2 separate regions of the Mus musculus genome follow, and region 2 is linked to region 1. A link is a contact called in public HiChIP or PLAC-seq data. All regions are on one chromosome and are shown on one strand. Each heading gives the region's core, a stretch centred on a gene start, on an enhancer-like site or on the middle of the called end of the contact. The rest is flanking DNA. Distances are from core to core; before and after follow the strand shown. Region 1 has its middle 6.2 kb from the start of Gm46455. Region 2 holds the start of Ipo4 (importin 4).

Region 1 (6,803 bases), core at 1,977-4,476:
CCGCATCCCTTCCCAGGGTCAAATCTGTAGCCAAGCGTGTCGGCTCATGTCGAGATCCCCACACTTAGAGGCTGCGACCGGCAGAGCATCTCAAGTTTAAGACCAGCATGACCCCGTCTCAGTTAAAAGATAAAGCCACTTGCCACTGTCTCAAGGACTTCCACAGAAATATGATAGGGGTCTTGGAGGGGTTTTTTTGTGGGTTTTATTTTTTTGTCTTGTTTTTCTGTTTTTTAAATAAGGTCTTACTATGTGGTTTTGGCTGGCCTGGAACTCATGATGTAGAGCTCACAGAAATCTACCTGACTTGAATTAAAGTCATGTCCAGCCACACCCAGAAGGACTTCTTTTTATATATAATTCGCTTCGATAGTTTGCAATCGTTTTCATGTTTATTGATGAACTGAATTTGTCCTTTGACATTTTCTTACCGGTGTGCAGTGCATTCTCCTTACTCTCACCCACCTTATATTTTTCCCACTTTCTCCTTCCCACCACACTCCCCTGTCCCACATTCATGACTCCTTGTTTGCTTTGTCACCCGCTGGTTTTAACCAGGACCCTCTGTGTGTCCACAGGCTTGGAATTGTCCACTGTGGCCTGCTGGGTCTACGGTTTGGTTCTCTGAGGGCAATGACTTTCCCTCTGCTAGAATCATCAGGGATGGTGTCCTAGCAGCCCCCAGGTGACCCATGACTGGCTGTCAACAAGCCTCAGCCTATGCAGACACCGGGCAGGCCACCACAGCTGCTGTGAGATCCTGTTTACAATGGCTGTGTCATGTTCTAAAGATACCATTTTATATCTCTCCTACTTATCTCCCTGGCTCTTAAATTCCTTATATTCTCTCTTCCACAATATTCCCTGAGCCTTAGACAGGGCGGTACCCACTTGGGGGGAAGCACTCAGTCATCGTGGAACTGCAATGGATCTCTGCATTCACTACCCTCCACAGAAAAAAGAAAGAAAGAAAAAAGTCTCTCTCGAATGAAACTGGCACTGTCTGTATGTATAAACATGAATCTTTAGACTGCAGTTTGGTGTTGTGTGTCAGTTTAAATAAAAGTACTCATGAGGACCCAGAGGCAGTTTGAATATACTTGGCTCATAAAAAGTGGCACTATTGGGAGGCATGGCCTTGTTGGAGTGGGTGTGGCCTTAGAGGAGGAAGTTCATGGCTGTAGGGGTGGGCTTTGAGGTCCTATGCTCAAGATCTGCCCAGTATGGAAAAGAGTATCCTTCTGGCTGCCTTCAGATCAAAATATAGAACTTTTATCTCCTTCTCCTGAACCATGTCTGCCTGCAGGCTGCCATGCTTCCTGCCATGATGATAGTGGACTGTACCTCTGAAATTGTAAGCCAGCCCCAATTAAATGTTGTCCTTTATAAACCTTGCCTTGGTCATGGTGTCTCTTCAGAGCAATAAAACCCTAACTCAGACAATCCCCAGAGGTCTATAGCCTCGTTTTGTTTAGGCTTTTTTAGTTTTTTCTTTTTTCTTTTTTTTTTTTTTTTAATTAGGATTATGTCTCAGTGCCAGGGATATCTCCTTATGAGTTGTTAGTCAGAGAGGCCCCAGAGGCCCCGAAAACACTATAGACTATTGCCAATACTCTCGGTTGTCATTAGGAACTAGATGGTAGGACCTTATTGTTGCCTGAGCGTGGTGACACAGGCCTTTAAACCCAGTGCTTGAGAGGCAGAAGTGGGCAGATTTCTGTGAGTTTGAGGCTGGGCTGGTCTACTGAGTAAGTTCCATGCCAGCTGGTCTAAGCGTGCCTCCTAGGAAAACCCCGTCGTTAATTTAAAACACCCCTACTGCTGAAGACACTTCCACACCTTTGCTGCAAGATAGAAAGAAACGGAGCTGGGACTGAATCGGAAGCTTCCTCCCTGCTTGCCGGCTTCCGCGGTGTCCAGAGGCTCACGCAGGATGTGAATGATTCAGGCATAGGAAGCTGCCGAGAAGTAGGACTTAGGAAACCCAAGCTTTCCCTCGGAAGACATGGCTTCCCTAGCCAGGACAGACACCCTCGTCTTCAGAGAGAAATGGTGAAAAGGAGTATGTAGTGTGAGCATCCAGAGGAGTCGGGAACAGTGCGAACACCTGTGTGTCTGGAGGGCAGAGACGGGGCCTGTGACTTAAAAAGCAGGCTGTGAAGCTCTCTGAAGCAGGTCCATCACGTGCAGCCAAGCCAGGTAACTCCACATAGAGACCCAGGGCCCCAGGAGGCCTCTCGTGAGGGAAGAGATATGCCCCCACAGATATGTGCAGATACCGAGGCAGGGGGAGGGTCTGGCCTTGGAGTCTCAGGCACAACGAGTTGGAAGACTATGGGCAGCTTGTCTACAAGGTCTTCTTTCACCCAAATCCAACTGTGCCAGCTCCACATCAGCCCAGCAGCTCCTGTGTCTCTCAATATGAGGGTCCCATGTGCTTGTACTCCATCTAGGACTAGCTTCCCACTGAGACAGGGAGAGAGTGGTAGGGGACAGGATTAATCCAGGGCCCCTGGGGACTGGCAACCAGAAGAGAGGTGAACTCCAGCAATGCCAGGCCGAGAGACTGAAGGAGCTTGCAGGAGACCGCAATGTGAATGATTCCTGTCAGCTCCAAACCTACTCTGGCCACTCCATCACCCAGGGACTCCTGGTTACTAAGCAACCCCTGCCTTACCTACTACGTCTGCTCTTGTTCCTTAGCAACCCTTGCATAACCCAATTCCCTTGAGTTCAGAGTTGATATCTATAAATTATAAGTAGATGGGTGCTGCTCCAGCAATGGAGAGAAATTTTATATTAAATTCTGGTCTGTAGCTAGCGTCCTCATGAAGGCAACCAAACTCTTCACGTTGGCAGGCTCAGCCTTGGCTTCCAAATTATGCTTCTTTTGATATTTTATTTCCAAAACTGGACCTACCCTGTTCTCCTCCCACCCCTCAGTTTTCCTCCTTTCCCCTCTGAACTGTCCCTTCCTCTTCTCTACGAAATACATTGAAAGTCTTATATTTCCAGGGGCTAAGGGGGTTTCAGATGTTGGTTGATCTACCTTTTCTAAATACGGGGCTCTAAATATTCTAATACCCCTCTGGGGGATTCTTCTCCCCAAGCCACAACACAGATTAACCCCACACAGTGAGGGTAAGTGAACAGAGAATCAAGGCTCCTCCACTAGACCCAAGAGAAAAAGGATTCACACTTTGTGTGTTAGAGCACCCCCTGCTGGAATGCCTGCGTTATAACATGTCTGAGAAGCCGCCCTGTTTCAGGAAATTTCCTTTGGCCTGCTGGTCTGAGCTTGCCTGATGGTATTACAGAGAAGCTAGCCCACTGACTAGAAAAACAGCTCTAGCCTGGTGCAAGCAAACAGACTGCAGAGAGGAGGTGAGCCTTGTCTATGCTTGGTTCTCCTTACATGCCGTGTGCCTTTCACCCAGAGAGAGAGGGAGCAAGAGAGCCCTCACTCACTGGCCCCCAGAGTCACACTTTATTCCAAGGCAGTCTGAAGGAGCCGAGCTGACAGCAGATCCATCCCCTTTGCAGTGGTCTCTAAGCCTGTCCAAGTTGATTAATTCAGATGCATAGATTTGAGAGTGCAGAAGCCAAATGGACATACTTTCAAACCAGCCCCAAATCAGAGGCCAACGACCTTCAATGCTAGGTCCAAAGCAAAAAGAGAGGGCAAAGAAAAAGAAAAGAAAGATTAGGGGAGAAAGTCGATCCTCGTAGTGCAGGCCCGTAACCTTAGCTACTCAGGAGGCTGAGGTGAGAGGATCGTGAACTCAAGGCCAGCCTGAGCAACTTATGGAGACAATGTCACAAAATAAACATTAAAAAAGAGGCTGGGATTATAAACTAGAAGTAGAACACTTGCCTAGCATATGTGAGGTCCTGGGCTCAATGTTTAGTCCTGAAGAGGCAAGGAAGTAAAGAGAGAAAAGTGGGGCGGAAATGAGGAAGGCAGGCAGGAGGGAGAAAAAAAAAACTCAAGGAGAAAATGAGAAGCACACAATGCTTAAAATGCTGACAGTCAGCGGAGAGCTTAAGGATGCTGCTGGGCTCCTGTCATCCCCTCTCAGCTCCTCTGCTCCTCCAAAAGCCGAGGTGACTTGGGTGATCCTGAGGGTTTCCGTGACCGACCAACAGCAACAGACAGCTGCAGACAAGTCCAGAGAGAAAGCGATGGGACATGAAGTGAAAAGGCATGAAGACTCCGCTCCAAGAGTCGTTTGCCCTGGTATAGCCATGAGGCCTTGTCCCAGACCACATCATTCCAACCTTGGGCTGTGAATGTGTTGGGTTGACCTCACGAGCTGTCACAGAGCTGATTTCCTGGGACTGCCGATTCTATCTGAATAAACTCCAATACGGGTGGAATTTACAGTCCCATAATTCAGGAATGTGGGGAAGGGCCTCACCCAAGTTGGGGAGGGCAGAAGCTGGGGGAAGGGCAGACCTGTCAACAAGTAGATGGAGCCCCCACACCTCCCTCCCAAGGACTCTCCCCCCTGATAAACTGTCATATCAGAAACAGACTCAGAACTCAGGCAGGCTCCAGGCCCCAAACAGGGCAAGCCAAGATGGGCGGGAAGACAGCTCTGGGCTCAGCTGGCTGGAGAGGCAGAGCTGGCCACAAGGCTGCAGAGTCATTTCTGCCAGCACCAGAAAGAGGCCACAGGCCGCAGCTGCAAAGCCACTGAATTGGCTCCTCTTTCCCAGGTCAGACCTCTGGAACTAACCAAATCAATAGCTGGAGTTCCTGGTACCCATGAATCGCTCAGGCTGTCCTAGGGAAAACATACGTCAAGCCCGGAACTATGCTGAGTACTGAAAACACCAAAATGAGGAAGGCAGAGCCTGGGTGAGCATTTCCCCACTGAGTTTCAAAATTAGTACAATTAGGTTTGCCATTGATTGGACGATTCTGATAAATGACGTGCAGAATGGTATGAGCGTGGGGCCCGGTCCGTCTGAGAGCAACGAGAAAAGCCACATGGTGAGGTCAACGGAGAAAGCACTGTGCCTTGAGGTGTGTGCTCAGGAGGACCACTCAGTGATGAGGACAGCAATTGGGGCATTGATGGCTTTCAAGACGATATGAGACCCCAGGACTGTAAATCAAGTGAAAAGGGAAACAAGCTAGACCCGGAACACCAGCTTCTTAGATGGCCCCATGACCGCAGCTGCCCAGCATCCTCACCCTGTGTGTTCTCCACTGACTTCAGACCAACTGGCAAAAAACCAGTCTTGCCTCTGAGTGATTAGGACAAAAAGCTGAGTGCCATCTTGGGCCCTCCCTGCCCTCCTGTCTCCGTATTGGCTCAGTCCTATCTAACACATTGAGAGTCACCCATGACAAGGTCCAGGAAGCAAAGACCTGAGTTTTGCAGCCATCTACTCAGTGAGCCAGCTTGGCAGCTAATCTTTGAGCCCTGGTCTAGTGAAGACAACTGCAGCCCAGATGGTAGCTTGACCACAACCTCATGAGAGCACTGAGCTGGAACCAGCAGGTCAGAGCCAATGTGTTCTCTAGCTTGAGGGTTGCAGGCTCTTTTGTTGTGGAGCAATGGGCAACTAAACCAGGAGCCTCGAGAATAATAAAGCCATTCAAGAGATAACAGAAAAACCCTAGAATATAAAGGGCTTTGAATAAAGCAGCCATAATTAAAACATTGTTGCATTGATGCGTGAACAACTGAAGTCATAAAAGCAAAATTTCAGAAATAGACCCAAACACCTTTGGAGGTAAACTCAGGCTACAGAGTAAGACTGATCCTCCCTCTCCATCATTTAGTAGATATCGATTTCCACTAAGCCATCTTGCCAGCCTCATATAGCAACCGCCATATTTTACACACACTCCTGATGATAGTTTTCTAGTAAACAGTGGTGACACTTATTAACTGATCTGAAGAAAAAAAAAAGTCCAGCTTATAAACTGTGTACTCTGTTCAGAAAAGAGTAAAGAACTTTTGAGGCAGGGTTTTACTATGTAGCCCAAGCTGGCCTTGAACTGACAATCTTCCTGTCTCTTCCTCCTGAGTGCTTGGATTATGAGCATGGCCTTCATGCCTAGCATGTTGCTGTGCCAAGTCCACGCATAGCCCCTCTAGGGCCATGGACCTGACCAGTAAGTGAGGGAATAAGGAAAAGACGGACAAACAAGCTTACAGAAAAACCGGGCTTGGTTGGTCTGGGGTCTCAGCGAAGTTAGCACTTTAAATCAGGCATAACATGTGCCTGCAATCCTAGCTACTTGGGAGGCTGAGTTAGGGTAATTCTAAGTTCAATGTCTGCCTGGTCTACATGGTGAGTTCAAGGCCAGCCTGGGAAAACCAGAGACTTAGTGTCCCAGTGAAATTTAAAGGAGGAGAGTGGGGATAGCTCAGCACTTGCCTAAGTGTGCAGGAATCTGTCTGTGTTCAACCCTAGTACTGAGGGGAAAATAAACACACTTTCTCTTGTGCAATTGTTTTCAGTTTTATTTTATTGTCTGAGAATTTCATAAATGCATATAATGTGTTTTAATCAAATCTACCCTCATTTCCTCTCCTCTACCACTTTTCCTTCCAACTTTACATGCTCTTTTTTTTCTCACTGAGTCTACTTAGGGCCGTCTATACATGTATTATGAGCAGCTACTGGAGCATGGGCAGCCCCTTAAGGGCCACATGCCTGAAGAACACCGACTCCCCTACCTCAGAAGCCATCATTTGCCAATAACTCCTCAGATAAAGTGAGACCTCATGAGCCCTCCCCTCCCCATGCTGGGATTTGGGCTGTCTTGATCCTAACCAAACAGG
Region 2 (6,803 bases), core at 1,925-4,424, 490 kb before region 1:
CCCTCAACCCTCCTAAGTAGCATTCTTGAGTTTATTTTTTGATACTATTTTTATTTTGGAGGTAGGTTCATTCTGGATTTCAAGCCAGTTTGCCTTTTCAAAAACAGTAGTAGTCTATATTCTGAACCTTGTGATTTCCAATCTGATGTATTTGACTTCTGTCCCATCCCATTTATATATTTGAAGCATGGCTTTCTGATAACAGGCCCTTAACCCAAATGACTGTTTTATGCTTGGAATTATCAGTGCCATGGCAAGACAGGTTTCTGTAGGTAGGTAGATTTGTATCACTCTTGGACCACAATGATGCAACTGTCTTAATTCTTTTTTTTTGTTTGTTTTTTCGAGACAGAGTTTCTCAGTGTAACCCTGGCTGTCCTGGAACTCACTCTGTAGACCAGGCTGGCCTCGAACTCAGAGATCCACCTGCCTCTGCCTCCCGAGTGCTGGGATTAAAGATGTGCGCCACCACTGGCTGGCCAGCTGTCTTAATTCTTGATGACATTGGGTTGGGGAATGGTGTTTGAAAAATAAAGAATAAAGAATAAACACATAAAAGGACAATGAGCTATAAAAGGGTCAAAGTGGATTCAATCAGCTCTGGCCATCTGGAAGCATAGGTGGGCCCTGTAAGTGGCAGGCTACTTCATCCCTTTCCCTTTAGGTCCAGTCAGAGTGGGGTGTCACGGGGATGTTGCTCCTACTGCTGACCCTCCTTCCTGCAGTGCCTTTCTTCCTGACTTGGAGTGTGGTGAACTCAGTGCATTGGGCCAACGGTTCAACACAGGCGCTGCCGGCCACAACCATCCTGCTGCTGCTGACAGTCTGGCTGCTGGTAGGCTTTCCTCTCACTGTCATTGGCGGCATCTTTGGGAAGAACAACGCTAGTCCCTTTGATGCACCTTGTCGCACAAAGAATATCGCCCGGGAGATCCCACCCCAGCCCTGGTACAAGTCTACTGTCATCCACATGACTGTTGGTGGCTTCCTGCCTTTCAGGTATCCTCACTTTGTACCATGGCCATCCATTTTTGGTGGTTTTGGTTTGGTTTGGTTTTGGACACTAGAGAGTTTTTTGTTTATTTTGTTTTCTGTTTACTTTGTTTTCTTTTTTTGAGGCACTCATAAGGCTCATGGGCACTCGGAGGTAGAGGCAGGTGGATCTCTATTTTTTTTTTTTTCTAGATTTATTTATTATATGTAAGTACACTGTAGTTGTCTTCATACATTCCAGAAGAGGGCGTCAGATCTCTTTACAGATGGTTGTGAGCCACCATGTGGTTGCTGGGATTTGAACTCAAGACCTATTGGAAGAGCATTCAATGCTCTTAGCTGCTGAGCCATCTCTCCAGCTCCTATAAATTTGAGGTCAGCATGGTCTACAGAGTTTCAGGACAGCCACGGCTACAGAGAAATCCTGTCTTAAAAAACAAAACAAAACAAAAACCTTAAGTTGTCCCGCCTTGGATGAGGGCCACCACACCTTGCATTCAGCAGGGTTTTGATTCACCTTTGCCTTTCTCCGCTCTCTAAATACCATAACCCAGTAATAATCCTCAGCTCAGCCCAAGCACAGACCAGGAGTGAGCTTCAGCTCGCTCACATGAGCGTTTCACTGTCAAGCTCTCACTCAGCAAACTGAAAGTAATCAAGTGGGCTTTAAGCCTTGTATTGGAGCTTACAGAACCTGATTTCTGTTTAGTGTTCACAGGCACAGAGAGCTTAAGACCTATGTGTTTTCTCATTCAGTTTGTTAAGTACCTTTTAAACAATACAGAAGGAAGTAAACAACACAGTATCTGCCCCCTCCACTTCTTTCTTGCTCCCATTTTGTAGTAGTGGAGTGTGCTTAGGGCCTCGTGCATCCTTTGGCAAGCACTGTTCTCTGAGCCACATCCCAGCCCTTTTTTACCTTTCATTTTAAGACTGTCTTAAGTTTTCCAGGCTGGCCTTGAACTTGCTTTTTAACCTAGATTGACTTTGAATTTGGCAATCCTCCTGCCTCAGCCTCCCAAATAGTAGTATTATAGATGTATGCCTACTCTAGTTAAGATGGTTGCTTTCAGCCTGTCAGGGAAGATGTTCATGAACCGAGAGCAACTAATAAACTAAGCTAATAGGCAGAAGCCTCCTGGAGCTCTCTTGATCGCCACAGCGCTACCGGAAGATGTGGCTGAGTTTGGCTCCGCGTGCTGTGGCTATGAACAGAGCTTTAATGATGTGCATTGTCTTTTTCTCTTCACAGCGCCATCTCCGTGGAGCTGTACTACATCTTTGCCACAGTCTGGGGTCGAGAGCAGTACACTCTGTACGGCATCCTCTTCTTTGTCTTCGCCATCCTGCTGAGTGTGGGGGCCTGCATCTCCATTGCGCTCACCTACTTCCAGCTGTCTGGGGAAGACTACCGCTGGTGGTGGCGATCCGTGCTGAGCGTCGGCTCCACCGGCCTCTTCATCTTCCTCTACTCAGTTTTCTACTATGCCCGGCGCTCTAACATGTCAGGGGCAGTACAGACAGTAGAGTTCTTTGGCTACTCTTTACTGACTGGCTATGTCTTCTTCCTCATGCTGGGTACCATCTCCTTTTTTTCCTCTTTAAAGTTCATCCGTTATATCTATGTTAACCTCAAGATGGACTGAGTTCTAAGCCACAGAACTCTGGCTCTTTCCTGCTTTCATCATGCCCCATTGATTTCACTTGATAGCTTCTCTTCTGACCGAATTGTGTGATGGCATTGTCGCCTTCCTTCCCTCTTTAGAGAGGACCTGGAAATTAAAAATCTCTATTATATAAGGAATATATATATTTGAACTTTTTAAGTTGCCTTACGTTTTGGTCCTGATTTTTTTTTTCTTTTTACAATTATTAAAATAAAATTTATTAAGAAAAAGGATCCTGTCGTTGGAAGTTTTGGTCTAGTTATAGAAACCCGAGGCCTGTTGTCAATGCAGTTGTTTTGAAAACCCGAGTTCGCTATTGCCACACAAACTCTGGACTCTGGGAACTGTCGGCACAGGGAACCCACGGTGCCGAGGCTCTGTCAGCGGGTGCTCAGGCAGACGGAAGCCCAGACTGACGCCAGCCACCAGCTTTCCGCAGTTTTTGAAGGGAAGCAAGCTGAATCACCCAGGCGACAGGAGAGACGCAGAGTAACGCCCTTTCCGCCGGAAGTTGCTGTCGGAGTCTCCACGTGCCGATCCTCCCCCTCCCCACCCGGCCCTGTAGCAGCGGCGGCGTCGGCGGCGGCTCGGCAGCTGCCATGGAGCCTGCGGGTTTGGAACAGATCCTGAAGGAGCTGCTGCTGCCCGACACGGAGCGCATCCGCCGGGTATGGGCAGGCCTGACCGGGCTACGGGGATGGGGAGGCTGTGGGAAAGGCCCGGTCTTGACCTCCCAGCCTTCCATCAGGCTACGGAGCAGCTCCAGACCATCCTTCGGGACCCTGCTGCCTTGCCCGCACTCTTCGATCTGCTGGCAACAGCGACCGACTCTCAGGCGAGTCACCTGCCCCTCCTTGCCGAAATTCTGAAATTCCTCAATGTGTCCCTGGTCCCGCTCCAGCCTCCGCCCCCTGCGGTCCTAATCTGTTCATCATCTTCTTGGTGCCTGTGATTCTCATTTGGCTGGCAACCTCTTCTCACCCCAGATCCGCCAGTTTGCAGCGGTCCTGACCCGCAGAAGGCTGAACAATCGCTGGCGACGCCTGGCACCTGAGCAGAGGGAGAGGTGGGCTAGATTTAGGATGGGAGGGGCCGGGCCTAGTCTACTTTTTGACAGGCCGAGTACTAAGCCTTTGCCACCTGTCTTCCAGCCTCAAGTCCCTGGTCCTGACAGCACTGCAGAAAGAGACAGTGTAAGTGTGGAGCACCCACTCTCGGGGGTCCTAACTGATTGGGGCTGAGATACTGGACTTCTACCTTCTTTTTCAGCCCCAGACTAGGACTTAATTCAGGCCTAGAAGGTGGAACATGTGAAAACTAAAGTTTTTTGTGATTTATTTTTCATTTTTTAATTTTTTGGTTTTTCTGAGACAGGGTTTCTCTGTGTGGCCCTGGCAGTCCTGGAGCTTACTCTGTAGACCAGGCTGGCCTTGAACTCAGAAATCCGCCTGCCTCTGCCTCCCAAGTGCTGGGATTAAAGGTGTGTGCCACCACTGCCCAACTAAAACCCTAAAGTTTTTGAGAATGGCTGAAAATGATCAGCTAAACCCAGATAGGGAAAACAAGACTGAATTGAATTCAGCCTGTCCAGTGGTGCTGACCGAGCCAGATCACAATGCCCCCCTCCTTTCCTCACCCCCAGCTGTCGGTGGTCTTATGGGGTCTGCCTTAGGAAAGACCGTGCACATACCTGCATTCTCTTTCTGGCCACTCCTTGGGCCTGGGGCATTGTTTGCAAGGGAAGGGTGGTAAAAGGTGTTTCTATATGAATGGACCTCCTCTTTGTAGGCATTCTGTGAGTGTCAGCTTGGCCCAGCTCTCAGCCACCATTTTTCGAAAGGAAGGCCTACAAGGATGGCCTCAGTTCATGAACCTTCTTCAGCACAGCACTCATAGTTCCCATAGCCCCGAGAAAGAGGTACTGGCACTGCCCTGTTGGCAGGAAGGAGGGACAGAGGCTGGATAGACCACGAGACCGTCTCTTCTCCCCTGCTCCTGTACAGGTGGGACTTCTGCTGCTGAGTGTGGTGGTGTCTTCCCAGCCCGAGGCATTCCATGCCCACCAGCACGAGCTGCTTCAGCTTCTGAATGAGACGCTCAGTGACGTCAGCTTTCCCGGAGTGCTCTTCTACTCCCTGCGCACTCTGACTGCCATCGCCCGCTATGTCAGGCCGGATGATGTGGTAAGTAAGACGCTGCCTGTATCTCTCGGTTTCGTGCCCTCGCTTTCAGAAGTCTTGGCCCAAGCTGCTTTCGAGTTTTATTCCGCCTCCCGTTCTTCCTAAGGGTTGAGGGCATAGCGTGTTAGCTGGGCCTGGCTGGCTCCTTAGATGGAGGCTTTGAGGAAGCCTCCAGCTCCTGGCTTCTGGGATGAGACCACCTGCGCTTTATGTGATTACGCTCATTCCTGTGTCTTCCAGTCTCTTGCACGGATGTTGGTGCCCAAAGTCGTTACGGCACTGAGGACTCTGATCCCCTTAGATGAGGTAAGGACAGACGGGAGGGGTCTCCTTTTGGAAGGAAAATGGAGGCACAAGCACCATGGTCCCCTAGAGGAGCGAGTACCCTGTGACTTACTTGTCTGTCTGCAGGTAAAGGCCTGTGAGGCCCTGGAGGCCCTGGATGAAATGCTGGAGACAGAGTTGCCCATCATCAACCCCCACCTCTCTGAGGTCCTCACGTTTTGCCTGGAGGTGAGCCCGGGGTGGGTGCTGCTCCTGCTCGCTGGTTTGCCGTTAAGTTTTCTTGCTTGTTTCTGATTCTTGTCGGTGTCTGTATAGGTGGCTAAGAATGTGGCCCTTGGCGAACCACTCCGCGTACGTGTTCTCTGCTGCCTCACTTTCTTGGTCAAAGTCAAAAGTAAGGTACGTTCCCTCTGGGGAAGTTACCCCATCCTGCTGTCTCCGCCATTAGTTGTGTTTGTAGGCTTAGTCCTGCTCGAGCCCTGGCCCAGCCTTCTCTCCCTGCCTAGGAGACGGGGAGTCTCTGGCTGGGGTCCTTGTGGTTGGGAGGCTGGGATTTTCCCATGAGCCTGTTCTGGGAAGATGCTCAAGGCTAGCCCTCCCCTCTTAGGCCTTACTAAAGAACCGCCTCGTGCCTCCCTTGCTGCACGCCCTTTTCCCCCTCATGGCTGCTGAGCCACCCATGGGCCAACTGGATCCTGAAGATCAAGATTCGGATGACGATGACTTGGAGATCGGGCTGATGGGGGAGACTCCCAAGCACTTTGCTGTACAGGTGATGTATTGGCCTTCTCGTCACTGTCACCCAATACTCAGAGAAACAGACACCTTAAGGGGAGGAAGTATTTTCATGGCTTCGGAGATTTCCATTTACTGTGGTGGGAAAGGAATAGCCAAACAGTGGTTCAGGCCTCGGCAAACCAGAACCATTCACGTTATGGATAGAAGGCAGAGAAGGGGTATACAAGGAGGAGACAGGGCAAGATAGCTCCCATAGGATGTGGCCCCAACTAAGCTCTGCCTTCTGCCTTTGGCTCCTCCTAGTGACTGGCATTAGATTAAGAGATTAACTCATCTTGAGGTCAGAGCTCTCCTGATCTAATTGGCTCTGAAAATATCATCACAGTTTGTCTCCTAAGCACTTCCCAGTTCAGTCAAGTGGATTATTAAAATCAGCCATCGCACCCAGCTGACCTGGTGGACACCTGTAAGCTCAGTCCCCAGCCCTTGGGAGGCTGAGGTAGAACTGTAAGCTTTGGGCAGTCTGAGCCATCCTGTCGCCACAAACATAGAAGCAGCCATCACAGGTGGATCCTGGGGCTGGGTGTTAAATAAGAAGTGGAGGTTAGAGATGGAGTCACAGTCTACCTGGCTCTCCTCAGGTTGTGGACATGCTGGCACTACATCTTCCCCCTGAGAAGCTCTGTCCCCATGTGGTAAGTGTGACTCTCTTGCTCTTACTGGCCCTAGGTAGGTATAGTCCCTTAAAGAAAGCCAAGGGTATTTGGGTATAGATCGTTGTGATGAGCCTGTTGAGAAAGTAGCAGGCAGACTCGTGCTGGGCTCTCAAGAATGTTCCATGTTCTTCCCTAGATGCCCATGCTGGAAGAAGCCTTGCGGAGCGAGGACCCATACCAGCGCAAAGCAGGATTCCTGGTGTTGGCTGTGCTGTCTGATGGTG

The links. HiChIP or PLAC-seq counts read pairs in DNA pulled down with a chosen protein or histone mark.
Region 2: a contact with region 1 is called in an H3K4me3 HiChIP or PLAC-seq map of forebrain, with 4 times the contacts expected there. The contact joins the promoter of Ipo4 here to the enhancer-like site in region 1. A contact is called at or near these places in 4 of 39 promoter capture datasets (3T3-L1-derived adipocytes, embryonic stem cells, hippocampal neurons and 1 more) and 2 of 115 datasets of contacts at active chromatin or transcription factors (embryonic forebrain and forebrain).

What each region holds. Positions count from the first base shown.
Region 1 is chr14:55,145,109-55,151,911 of GRCm38.p6, reverse strand. No RefSeq gene overlaps it. Among named protein-coding and RNA genes, the nearest start is that of Gm46455, 6.2 kb to the left of the region's middle. Within about 2 kb of position 3,226, at least 80 of the 459 cell types and tissues checked have an H3K27ac peak or open chromatin away from gene starts, as enhancers often do. A contact at or near this core is called in forebrain and hippocampal neurons, where this site is marked.
Region 2 is chr14:55,632,055-55,638,857 of GRCm38.p6, reverse strand. It overlaps Ipo4 (importin 4), which reads left to right and starts at 3,174. Exons shown (of 30, transcript NM_024267.7): 1 at 3,174-3,328; 2 at 3,409-3,495; 3 at 3,647-3,726; 4 at 3,812-3,853; 5 at 4,449-4,578; 6 at 4,664-4,843; 7 at 5,081-5,146; 8 at 5,252-5,353; 9 at 5,441-5,524; 10 at 5,733-5,897; 11 at 6,505-6,558; 12 at 6,716-6,803. The coding sequence starts at 3,260. It overlaps Tm9sf1 (transmembrane 9 superfamily member 1), which reads left to right. Exons shown (of 5, transcript NM_001360063.1): 4 at 726-999; 5 at 2,246-2,893. The coding sequence ends at 2,639.